Linked DNA regions of Mus musculus: region 1 is linked to region 2. A link is a contact called in public promoter capture Hi-C data. All regions are on one chromosome and are shown on one strand. The core of a region is the stretch at or near the end of the contact, and the rest is flanking DNA. Distances in the headings are between cores, read along the strand shown.

The links. Promoter capture Hi-C pulls out the DNA fragments that hold promoters and counts their contacts.
Region 1: a promoter capture Hi-C map of 3T3-L1-derived adipocytes shows a contact between it and region 2, with 7 times the contacts expected there. The contact joins the promoter of Col3a1 here to the promoter of Col5a2 in region 2. A contact is called at or near these places in 15 of 39 promoter capture datasets (the 3T3-L1 cell line, 3T3-L1-derived adipocytes, cranial neural crest and 8 more), 3 of 484 Hi-C or Micro-C datasets (myocytes and uterus) and 1 of 9 other capture datasets (adipose tissue).

The regions. Positions count from the first base shown.
Region 1 is chr1:45,310,218-45,312,917 of GRCm38.p6, reverse strand. Col3a1 (collagen, type III, alpha 1) reads right to left here and starts at 1,380. Exons shown (of 51, transcript NM_009930.2): 1 at 1,086-1,380. The coding sequence starts at 1,170.
Region 2 is chr1:45,501,840-45,504,539 of GRCm38.p6, reverse strand. It overlaps Col5a2 (collagen, type V, alpha 2), which reads left to right and starts at 1,258. Exons shown (of 54, transcript NM_007737.2): 1 at 1,258-1,719. The coding sequence starts at 1,626.

The sequences.
Region 1 (2,700 bases), core at 131-2,630, 190 kb after region 2:
TACAGAAATATAAAGTGTCTCCTTCCCTTACTCTTGCATAGATAACTTCTGAAACTAGTGAAGACACTGCACACAGTGGAAAAACGAATGCTCATGAAGCATTTGCTAAAACTAAAGGTTTAAATACCAACGTGTTTGATTATGTATGAAAAGAACTGCTAGCAACTTCTTTTAGCCACAGATAAGATTTACATCAACACAATTATTTTGAAAAAAGTGTGCACCCCAAATTTTCATGATGACAAGGAACATATGCATTTTTAAAAGTATTTAAGTAAATAATGAGACAGTTGCTTTTAATTTGGGGCACAAGAAAATAAAGATCATTACATTTGGCTACCAAAACTATTTCAAGTCTGCCTTTTTGAGCAAAACTTGTATCTTTACCTTGTTTGGAGGAAAGCAAAAATATTCCTGTTAAATTATGTTATCTTCAGTAATGGAAATCCAGCTAAACAGAACATAAAACAACTTTTGGCAAACTCTGAGCACATTGAATGTGTGCAATCATGGAATGCAATAAAAACAGAAACAATGACACGTTTTTGCAGCCTGGGCTCATTTCTGGAAGGTCCATAGATAGTCCACATTTATAGTTTTACAGAAATACATAAGGGATTCTATTTATTTTCTAGTATCTTCTTAAGGGTTATTCATTTCAGAGACATTTCTAGTGCATTCTTTTGAAAAACATGGCTAAATATCCTATCTTTGTAAAGAGAGCAGTGTACAAAGGAGAACATGAAATTATTACAAGAGACCAATAAATTCCAGATGGCCTGGGAGCATGCCAAGATGTTCACAATGCAGGAGGGGAGTACTTTAAAACATTTTTTAAAAGGTGAACATGAAATCAAGTTAATTTAAGAACAGTTTTTACCTTAAACAACTAGAGAATATTATACATGTACATTAACTTTTAAAAAAATCAAATATAGAAAACAAAATTAAGGTTAACAAAACATTCCACAGTCAGAGGCTAGACAGGAAATTCTTAGGAGGCTGATTTTCCCACTATCTTACCCTTTGTAAGAAGTTAAGGCAAAATTAACCCAGAAAGCCTGTTCAAATCGGTACCTACTTACCTACGTTGGACTGCTGTGCCAAAATAAGAGTGGGATGAAGAAGGGTGAGAAGAAACCAGGTTCCACTTTGCACAAAGCTCATCATGTCTAAATATCAGACATGAGACTCTTTGTGCAAAAGAGGAGAGAGGAAGAAGCAGCTCAGAGTAGCACCATCAGTTGTCCCTGCCCTTCAGCACCGGGCCCGTCATAAAACTCAGCCGCTCGCTTCCCTCTGCTCTGGCCTTAAATAGGAAAAAGTTTGGCTTCCCTCACTTTCCAGCCCCTTTCTGAAATATGAGAGCAGAACCCATCCCCTCAGCAGTAAAAGCAATGATTAATATATTTTTCCCTGTGTGTAGAGGACACAACCCACAGACACAGAAACAGCACATCTGGAGCATGTGTACATCAGCCTATGCATATGTTTATAACATGCATTAGTCTTAAATACATATTTGCATGACAGAAACACATAGGAATGTGCTTTGTGATAGCCTACAACAATTGTTTGTGTGTTTTTAAATTTCCCTCTGAAACAGTAAAAACTGTCTGAATTTGAAAAAGTGTTTTGACTCCCATTCTCCGGCATGGTCATTTTGTAAATTTTATCTTTCTAGAAGACTCTGATACTTTGAGTTTTGCCAGAGTCCATCCTGACTCAATTTTAACAGGAAACTGTAAGAGACTATAAAGGAAAATCCTCTGAAGGCCCTGAACTCACCACCCACTCTGCATTCCAAATGTTAGACTGGAGGCAATTGTCACAAAACTGTCTTTGAGCTATGTTTGAAGAGATATTGAGACTCTTATCTGTTACTGTTCCCCTTGCTCTATTTCTCACGAATTTCTTTAGCAACCCTGACTGCTTCCTTGTAAAATTTCCAGTTTATGTGTTACTAAAGAAATCAGAACAGGCATTACTAAAGAGAAAAAAAAGCAATCAAACTTTTCAAGTCTTGTCCTTGTAAGAAACTACAAAAGAGAAAGTTCAAAGTGTGGAATAGAATTTCTAATTTCTAATGTAATAATTACTACAAATATGTCTACATCAGTATTTTCTATGTTTCTGTTCCAAGACCTCATCTGAAGAGTTTTCTATGTATTTCTAGATCTAGTTGAGGAATAAATACCACTATATCTCTGATTAAATCTCTGTAGAAAAAATGTACTTGTTACCCTTATTATGATGACCAACTTATATCTTGATACCCTATCCTTCACTTCCTTATTCCTTCATTTATCTTTAAAAATCAATCGTGGGCATTTTGATCCTAATCATGGCCATGTGCATTTATTTCTTTAGTCTTAACCTCATAGAAATATTCCCTTTTTGTGCATGCACACTTAAAAATTTACCCCATTATATCAATTCATGTTATTTCTTAATGATCCAGCTCAAAACTTCCCTCTTTAGGAAAACCATCTCATTTAGAATTATTTTTTATATATAATTTTCTCTTTCCTAATATATAATACTATTTTTAAAAATCTGTTTTTATAGACATCAATGCTATAAGCATGGATAATGCTATGTCTTCCTCCATGTGTCCCTGCTCACAGAGAGCCCACACTGAGATGTTCAAGGAAGAAAAGTGATGTCTTTTGGCGACAAGAAGCAATAAAATAGGACAAA
Region 2 (2,700 bases), core at 9-2,508:
TGGAACTTCTCCAGAGTTTAGTTCCACCTCTCAATTTAAAGCATCTTGGATTTCTTTATTAAGGAAATTAAATAGTAAATGAAGCCTCATATACCTATTTTAATTTATACTATCCCTTTTCTTTGCATTTATTTGGGGTTTAGTTAATTCCACACATAGCTGTATATATTGTTTGTATTTTTTTGTTTCACGTAGATATATTTTTTCAGCATTTGCATACACATGTTCCTTAAAGGTGATGGATGCTGACTTTGTTTCTAGTCTGCCATAATCCTTCCTCTATTCAGTGTGTCTCAGAGCACCTGTTCAGTGCTGAGTAACTATGAACAATTGAGTCACACATGACATGTTATGTGGGGCTTGATCCAGATCCCCCAGAACGCACACTATCAAATGAATTAGACTGTCAAAAACACTGAGGGCGTTTAAATCTGTCAAGCTTGAGTAGCACACAAAGTTAATGCCTTGCTCTTTACAGAAATATGCAGCTAGGACTACCACATTCCGTGGAAAGCTGGTGTGGGGTTCATAACAGCATCATTCACTTTTATGTAGCTCTTTGTAATTTAGAATCTAGTTAACAGCATATTGCTCAGTTTAGTGTCACCAGATCCTGCACACTGGTCAGGCCAAAGCCCCTTTTCTAACAACAACAACAAAAAAATTTGGACAGTTAAGGACTATGTATAAATTCACAAAATTGGTGAGTTGGCAGATCTGATATTGGAACCTACCCTTTCTGAGACTTAAACCAGTGTGTTTTCCTCCCTCCACAAGCTTAGTGAACATATTTGTTTTTTAACACAATAGCATGCTCTGTGACGAGGAGAACGTATAGATGTGCCTACTAAAAAGATGTGGAAATAACTCAATGTAAAGTATCTCAAGTTCATTTTGTATTGGCCATATTCTGCCTCCTTTCTTCCACAATCTTCTCAGAGCATAGGAGAGGGAGGAGGATGAAAATTGGGACAAGAATCCTTCCTCCATTGCCAAAAGAAAGGGTTAAAAAAGTGACGTTTTAAAGGCTTAAGTGGCAAAGAGAATTCTGAATTATTTAAGTGCAAAAGAAAAAAAAATCCACTAAAAGGCTGTAATCCTCCCTAAAGTTTTTTTAGTGTCTCTGGAAAAAGTCAGTGGGTGTGTGTCTGGGGAAGGGTTGGGGAGGGTGGATCAGACTCCTTCTAATAGGCTTTCTTTAAAAAAAGAAGAAAAGAAAACACACACACACTCAAACAGAAGGAGAAATAAAAGTTTGTCTCTGTTGAGAAGCTTCCTCTGTGCTTAAAATCTACAAGAAGCACTGAAAACTCAAGTCGCAGAGGCGCGCGCTCTGATTTGGTTGTTTACCATCAATCAGACGGTTGCTTGGCAGACACTGGATGGTTATGAGCCTGAACAAGCTGAAAGGGGCAGGAAAAGAAGTGGAGGCAGCATTCTTCCTATTTAAAGCTGCACCGCTTGAAAAAAGTTTTCGCAGACTGTGCCGGACCTGGTGCTGAAACAGACTGAGGCAGCGCGGGGACTGGTGCTGAAAAAGAGCCCCCAGCGGAATTCATGGTGCTACAGTGACCTCAGTATCTACTCTTCGATCCCAGGAGGACCCACATGTCTCATATTTAGACATGATGGCAAACTGGGTGGGAGCAAGACCTCTCCTCATTCTTTCTGTTTTATTAGGGTACTGTGTCTCAATAAAAGCCCAGGAACAAGAGAATGGTGAGTTTGCCTTTTGCTTTGCTTATGGTGTTTATGGCTTGGTTTGGGAACTAGATGGAATGTTAAGCTTCAGGAAGAGGATAAAGAGAAGACTCTGGTTTGAAGTTTGAGAAGGGGGCTCTAGGATTTGTAGCTTGGCTCTGGAGACTAGGCACATTTGCAAATCCGGAGCTTCTGTGCGTGCCCTGGCAAAAAGTGGGCTTCTGACATCCTGTAAGAGCCAGGATATCACCAGTCTTTTTTTTTTTTTTTTGCCGGAATGTAAGAGTGGGACGTTTAAAAGAAAACAAGAGTGCTTAAAACGGAGCCCCGGAGGCACTTTTAGTTAGAGGTCTGTCCTGTGGGCAGGCGCTTTCCAAGCAGGGAAAGCCGCTGCAGCAGAAGCTGGGCAGGGTGGAGTCTTTCCTGTGTGAACTTCAGCAGCTTCATGAAAGTCTTTGTTTAGAAAAACCTCTCCAGCAGGCAAATCCGATAGTTCGGAATTTCCTTTGTCTTTGCTCTTTATCCTCCCCTCCTAAAGTTTTCATCTCTGATCTTAAAATCGGGTTTGCCTACAGAGAGGGAGTCAAGTTTATTTCTCCATGACAGACTCTGATAGAAACCAGATTTCTTAAATTTCTGTGCTTTCCCACCCTACTGACTTGATTATCAGGACAGCATGGTTCCTGGGTGGATGGATGAAGGCAGGAAATTCTACTTGGAACAGAGTATTAAGAAGGACTTTCCCCTTAGACCCTTCCTTTCTCCCTTTCTTCTTCTCTTCCCCCGTTCCTTCTATTTTCTTTTCTTTTAAGGCATATCTTGCTTGGTTACTGTTTTGTTTTGTTTCCCCTATGTGATTTACATATGTTAGTGCTGGGATGTATTGTTAAGCAAAATGGCGTGGCTGCTATAGAATAAAACTTAAAAATAAAATAAAATGGGCCTCGTTGATATTAACGTTAACTTTTGAAGGTTGAAGTGTCAGAAACAGATACATTC